2 separate regions of the Bicyclus anynana genome follow, and region 2 is linked to region 1. Evidence: chromatin contacts called from public Hi-C data. All regions are on one chromosome and are shown on one strand. Each heading gives the region's core, a stretch centred on a gene start, on an enhancer-like site or on the middle of the called end of the contact. The rest is flanking DNA. Distances are from core to core; before and after follow the strand shown.

The links. Hi-C and Micro-C count contacts between places; a contact is called where the count stands out from the background.
Region 2: a Hi-C map of whole larva shows a contact between it and region 1, with 3 times the contacts expected there. The contact joins the promoter of LOC112049399 here to the promoter of LOC112053041 in region 1. A contact is called at or near these places in 2 of 2 Hi-C or Micro-C datasets (whole body and whole larva).

Annotation. Positions count from the first base shown.
Region 1 is chr13:12,033,854-12,037,751 of ilBicAnyn1.1, reverse strand. It overlaps LOC112053041, which reads right to left and starts at 2,593. Exons shown (of 12, transcript XM_024092309.2): 1 at 2,143-2,593; 2 at 819-886; 3 at 1-732. The coding sequence starts at 2,519.
Region 2 is chr13:12,556,571-12,560,282 of ilBicAnyn1.1, reverse strand. It overlaps LOC112049399 (sorting nexin-12), which reads left to right and starts at 1,717. Exons shown (of 4, transcript XM_024087270.2): 1 at 1,717-2,060; 2 at 2,231-2,326. The coding sequence starts at 1,890. LOC112049406 (pre-mRNA-splicing factor Slu7) reads left to right here. Exons shown (of 12, transcript XM_024087279.2): 11 at 40-224; 12 at 954-1,207. The coding sequence ends at 1,127.

The DNA.
Region 1 (3,898 bases), core at 1,344-3,843:
AATTACTTGAATATGAACCATGACAATTTTTTACAATGCCCAAATCACCCGAGAAACTGGATGGCTGGCTTTTTTGTACATCATTGTGAGTGTCTTCTGTGATTTCTTTATATCTCTTTCTGATTGCTTGCATGAATATATTTTCTGAGCTTATTGCGTTTGAGAAACCTAGAAGAGGCTCTTCTGTACTTTTTTCTAGTTGGGATATATTCTTACATGCCAGTAGATGGTGATAGCGCTTAAATGTTTCTACATCTTTTAGCTTAGTTTTATTAATTACATCTTTAGTCTGCAATACTGGAGAATCACTAACATTGTTCTCATGTGATACAATTGATGTTGTATTTTGAACAATTTTATATATTCTATCATCTTCTTGGTTATTGCAACTTTTCTGAAACTCAGTTGTAGTTGTACCATATTCACTATCATCAATACTTAGTGATATAGGTGAAAATTTGTAAATAGATTTGCCTCTATATTTTTTATTAAATGGAGTACTACATAAAGGAGATTTCACAAATGAGGTATTAAATTTATCTTTCAGATCCATTGACAAAGGACTAACTGTATTTTTTAATAAAGATAAATCTTCAATTTTAATATCATTAATAGAATCATTTATGACTGCTGGCATAACCTTTTCCTCTACAATATCCAATTTATAACTGAGGACATTTGATGCATCATGTGTTACATCACTAATGCTTTGGTGAGTTTCTTTTTCTGAATCTGAAATAAAGAATATGTATTTCAATATATTAGCTGTATATATTGCACTTTCAAGATGTAATTTCAATTGTTGTATGTACTCTGACCTGATTCACTGGTATTATAGTTGTACTTTTTCTTGTTTGATGCCTTCTTTCTGTATGACTTGCCTTTCCTTTAAATAATCACTTCATTAGAATAAACATTTTTGTTTAGCTACATTTCAATGTATCTTTGCTAAATGATGAAATAGATTAAGCTGCAATATCACAGTAAAGCTAGACAAGATACAACACAGAGAGGTCATTGGTTCAATCCCTGCCCAATGGTATGTTATATGCCCACTAATAGACACTCTAATAGTCTTTATGACTAATTTGGAATAGACCGGGAATATTAGTCTATTTTAAAAGACATGGCAAATATTATTTAAATTAAAAAACATATTAAGATCAGCTTTATGGTTTTTTGTGGACAATCAATCATCTTATTAAAGTAAATGTCCATTACATTCATCCATTGAATAAGTCTAAATATAGCCTTCTCTCTTAATAATTATGAAAAAAAACTAAGTAAATGCATACAAGAGTTATGAATTGAGCCTTGAGGCTTTAGAAGTCAATATTTACTTTTATATATATCTTGGATCAGAAGTGTTATATGAATGTTTTTGAATATTCATAAAATACTTGTGACCCAAAACATATAAAAAGTGAATGTGTGTGTTAATGTGTGAGGATGCGTGAGGTAAAAAAAATTTACAGGTCATACATATAATAGTACATATAATAAAAGCCTTTATTTAGAGTTTGTATATACATTCTGTTTGTGCCCTAGGACAAAGGCCTCCTGAGCCATGTGGAAAAAAGTTTTGGAGGTCATACAAAGACTGTTAAAATCATAATACTTCTTTTTGATTTGTAGAAAGTAGTTGGGTAAAAACACTATACAGTCTTGTGTGTAAGTGTAATATATCTATATCCCAATATTAGATGCGATCACTCAGACGTGGGCTTTTTAAGTCTTCAGGACTCTAAGCTTAATACATTCAGGCCAAAACACCTTTCCAGAACAGCTCTCTAAACGGAGGTCTTCTGTGCTCACTCAAAGCCTGACACTACTGAAGTCTCATTAAGGAGCCTACAGCACTTACACAATCAGAAATAGTAACTATACAGTCAAACAGTTATTTCTGTAGCAAAATTGAGTTAATTCAGTAAATAATATACATACATATTAATTATATTATAGACTAAGTCAGATCCTCCTGTAAAGCAGCTTGCACATTCACATTTCAAATAAATAAAAAAAGGACTAGATTCCAAACAAATAAAACTTGTAAACTATATAAAAAACTTTACTAAAATTTTAACGATTTCAAGTTACCAAGGCATACCATTTTGTCATAGTAATTTAACAAAATTAACTAACCTTTTGGCATACATCGGACTAAACACTGGTTGTGAAGATACTTTACTTGACGGCGAATTCAGAAGCATATCAAACGGATCCAAAGCTCTTTTTAATCTTAAAGATTTGTCCGGAGTTAAATAGGCAGATGTCGACGTGGATTCTCTAGCCTCCCTGATAGGTTCCTGGTCCTTTAGCCGTTTAACATATTTCCTTTTACGAACTTTATTCGATGCAGCAAACATCGAAGCTCCGATAGACATTTCTCGCTTAGTTTGTTTAATATTTTGTATATAGAAAGCATCAAAGGCCGAAGCCTTTTCATCCAATGCAAGTACAACATCACGAGGATCTAAACCACCGCCGGTTTCTTTTTTAGATCTATACGTTCTTTTCATAATTAATTAATTGGAAAACTTGGTTTATTTATTTTTTTGGTTTCCGCAACTTTCAAAAACAAACGTTTTTCAAATCATAGCTAAATCTAAATAGACTTTTGAGTTTTGACAAGGACCACAGATTATAATAAAAATAACAAAGGAGTAGACAGTTGATATCACGTTGATATAGTATACTGGCCAAATTGATACGGCTTTATCGGCTTTTACCTTAGACCATTAATAACTGGACGTGGTTCGCACCCAAATTCACCAACAAAAAAGTCTGTCATTTTTTGAGGGGGACGCTTTGACTATTTAGTAGACTATGGACTTGTTTCGCACCCAAATTCATCAACAAAAAAGTCTGCCGTTTTTAGAGGGGGACGAGGTAAACTCAAACATCGAAAATATTTCACACCATTAAATATATTCTGTGTCCATACAATACACGACACACAACTATAAATTTGACTCGCAATACACACACGCGTAATTTTTACACAGCTTAGACCATTAATAACTAATTAATAATTAATGGTCTAAGTTACACAGCCTCACAAACACATCGCTTGGACTATCCACAGAATATATACATAGAATATTCGATTACTTAATCGATTTTTTGCTTTGCCGTCAAAAGAATCGATTCTTTTTAGAAATTGTTTTTATTACAAATTTGATAAAATTAAGGTAGAAATACTTACAAGTGAAACGTTACGTGTGTGTATCGGCAGACCGTCATGCACACCATTGACGATCAATTATTGTCAAACAGGCAAAGATGCAAATTCATTTTCAGAAAGTGTGTTCAAAGTGTTTCCTCGATAATGTGTTCTATGATTGGGCCTCCTTGGAGTAATATATTCTTTGGATTGGGCTAAAGCAAGGTATACCTATCTGTGTCAAAAGTTTCATAACTGGGCCCATGCCCAGGGGCCAGGGACTGACAATATCAATAGGTATTCTTCAATTATTGACGTTAAGGGTATACCTAATAAAAGATTATGCTCAACAGAAATCTCAAAAGAAACCATTAACGTAATCGTAACCAAAAACCAGCAGGATTCTAGGATGACATATTAACTATATCAATTATTATACTGTATTTCAATACCTAATAATAAACGGTCATAGGTAGGTAGGTACCTACCTTAGTTAAAAACATGTTAATACAATTCGCTTTTTTTACTTTTCAAAAGGGCCCCAAATTCTTGTGTGCCCAAAAGCCCCAGCCTAGTTTATGACGGCGGTGCATATTGATAATATTTCAATATATTTGCCAAGCAAGACTTTGAATACGTAGCTACATAATATTATCATTAATCTATGTAAATGCTCAGAACAGAGAATTTAATAATCTGAGGGTAGATTGGGTAGATGTTGTTATTGTAGGTAGG
Region 2 (3,712 bases), core at 468-2,967, 520 kb before region 1:
AGTTTATTATTTATTGTAATAGTTATTTTTTTGTTACAGAGAAGTCCGAAAAATCCTCATCGTCATCAGATTCCAGTTCTGAGAGCAGCTCATCAGACTCTGAGCCTGACACTCGCAGTAAAACGGAGAAGAAAAGCAAGAAAAAGAAGAACAAAAAGAAGGCAAAGAAGAAGAAAAAGAAAGAACTTAAGAAGGAAAAGCGCGAGGAGGACAAACTCAAGAAGGTATGTACCAAACAAAAATGTTGATTTACGTTTCTTTATTTAGTAGTAAACGTAATAAGTATAGCAACACTATGAATAATAAGAACTGAACTAAAACGATCTGCGGCCTTATTATGTATTTCAGTGTACCATTTAAATAATGTTTGACTACATCGTTTTTCATCGTATTTTCGTTTTTATGATCATCTAACATAGTTATTTCTACGAAATGACCTTGACTACGCCATTTAACATCATATAACAGTGATTTTTTGTTTTAACGATCATTTAATATGAATATTTTAACGAAATTGCGTAAATATGCGTTTTTTTGTTAGAATAACGTTACTACTTGCTATTACCACTATTATACTAATGTAACTTTACGTAAAATAAATATAATTATTATGTAATTCCGTTGTAAAAACAATGTTAGATGATTGCAGAAACGAAAATATGATGAAAAATGTACTGAGATACATAATAACCCTGCTAATTGTTGGCGCGAACAATCTAACTTCCGTGAACAAGCTAACTTCTGGAATGTAAAATACAAAGCGGAAAATAAATACAAATTTATTTCACACTAGCGCGTTTTTTGATCTTGAATCCCGAGGGAATTTTGGATTTGTCCTGGATGAAAGAAGCCTTTATCATCCAGGGTACACTCTATCTCTCTTCCAAAACACACATTTCCACATTCAAACCTTTATAATATTAGTGTGACTCATACTTTATAATTTCACGCAGGCGCTGGAAATGGAGGAAAGAAAACAGAAGCACGCAGATTACTTGTTGTCTGTAGACGAAAGAAAACGTCCTTACAACAGTATGATGCAGGTCAAAGAACCCACTGAAGAGGAAATGGAGGCGTACATGATGAAGAGGCGAAGAGAGGAAGACCCTATGAGTCAGTTTATGTAAAGTGTACATTTAAGAATAATATATTAAATATATATAATAATAAATATCGTGTGTAAATTACAATAAAGGTTATTGTGGCACCTCGTTTTGTTTTATTAATTTAAAAACTGAAATATTGAATGGTCTTGAACATGTCTTGAATAACTACTTAGCACGTTACCTTCGTAGATAAATGAAAAACAGCATGAGTATGCAAATTAAAAATCTCAGAAACGATGGCTTTCATGAAAAAAAAGTATTGTTACATTTTTTGTAGATCTACAATTTTTGTCTGAGTTTATTTTATGAAAAGACTTACTAAAAATCGTAAAAAAAATCCATGTGCCTGACTGATGAGGACTTTTTAAATTTTATTTTTATTCATGTTAAACGATTTTACTTAATTTTAGCCGTATGGGAATGTAACTTTATACATATTTTAGGTATTTTTAGGTGTTAAATTGCCCGGGCTTAAATTGTTGAGTAGGTAGGTATGTAATTACTAAAATGGTAGAAGCTTATCAGTTAAATAGGTGCAACACTGAACCACAGACTAGTTCAACTCCTCCGATCCGAGCAGCACAAGCACCAATGTATTATACTACTCTATGACAAGCACTCAATGCCGAGAGCCGTCTTTAATTGAACGCATCGTAAAACTATGTATCAAATTCTAAACGTCAAAATGCCATAGATGTCAATTTGTCAAATTCATTTGCTTTGCTTTTGATTACTGTACCGTCTTTAAATTAAGTTCGCGATTGTTTGTTTTATAAAAGAGATATGATGGCTGAGGACACAACAGCCGACGCTACAAGGCGCTTAAATGTTAAAAAACAAACTCTGGACGACGCGTACGCGGCGCCGGCGAACTTCCTGGAGATCGACGTGGTGAACCCTGTGACGATGGGTGTTGGGAAAAAACGTTATACCGATTACGAAGTTCGCATGAGGGTAAGTAAGGCAGGATGCCGTCAGTGCCTTAAAGGGATAATTGGATTAAACGGTCACGCTACATCGATGTGTAGCTATTAGTTTTTGTGGTGGGCGGATCTCGTGCCATATCACTAGCCCAAGCGTCGATTGTTTGATAATAGCTCATAAATACTGCTTCCTGCTTGCAGACCAATTTGCCAGTGTTCAAAGTAAAAGAGTCGAGCGTGAGAAGGCGGTACAGTGATTTTGAATGGCTCAGAAACGAATTGGAGAGAGATAGCAAGGTGAGTGCACTGATAGGGCGAATTGTTGCGTTATCACTTGAATAAAACATATGCCGTTATTACTGCCGAATAATCAGCGTTCAAAATAATGTTGTTAACATATTATTGATTCACTCCTGTGGATAATTTTGTTACCAAAATGTTTTTGATAAACAGGAGTTTCATATCTGTGATAATCTTTTTGTGTCACTATTCTCCTGACATGGCATAAAGGCATAAACATTATAACTCAATGGTTTTATAGTATGTGACAAACATCTGCTCTGAAATTGCCAAACTCCAAACTGTAGCTATTATGGCCCTCCTGAGATATAGTTCCATATTTTATGTATCCATAAGCGTCATGTTCTGATTGGACTTTGTTGCATACTATACCAATTTTAATAATTGATCAATAACTCAAATTAATATTTTTGATGTTTTGGTACATATTTATTTTACTTATCTAAATATGTAAACAGTTTGACAACCATATATTGGAAAATATCCCACTAAATTGAAATCTATCTGATTTAAAATTTTAACCTTATTTTCAGTGAAGAGAATCATTACAAACGAATGAATAACTGGTGATTAATTAAATTATTGAATAAATATCTCTTCCTATTTTTGGTGTAACAGTTTTCCTTATCAAAACTAAGCATTGCATTTGAAATGTTTCTCATGAGGAAAAGTGGTTTACCATAAGGAAGTTTCAAAACCTTGAATAACAAAAACATTTGCTTGTTAAAATAATATATGATTAGTGTTTTTTATTGTAGAAACATTCTAATTACTCTAGCCTAAGTGAATCATAAAATCTTTATTACCAAGAATGCAAGATAATTTTGTCTATAGATTTTTCTTTTGTCCAATAAACTTCCTGGTCTTTTTACCTGGCCAAGTTAAATAAATAACATACATGATATATCTCTCTCTCTTTATGTGGGCTTTAAAACAAATGTGAGAGATATGTAGATAAATGATCTCATTATCTTTTAGAATACATATTAGTCTTATTGGAGTCTCTTCCTTATGAAAGAGTAATTTAGTGCTACTTTATATTGGTTTGTTAAGCTTTAATTTTACATTGTGCAAGTAGACAATTTAACATGTATCATGTAACAATATGACATTACTTCAATTATTTTTTTTTTAGTTAGGCTAACTAGTTGATCAATGAGACAGCAAATATTTATTACAGAGTAACAGAAAGCTGCAACTCTGTTTTTGTGAAATACTTTTTTCACAAATCTTTTTCTATAGTTCTAGACTATAAAAGTAGCCTATGACCTATTAGAGCAAGAGCCCACGACAGCCAGACCTTCGTTATTTTATAAAAGTTGTAAGTTTCTCTGTAGATGTCTCCTGTACAGGTAAGAATGACCAGCGACTATAAAGTTTGGG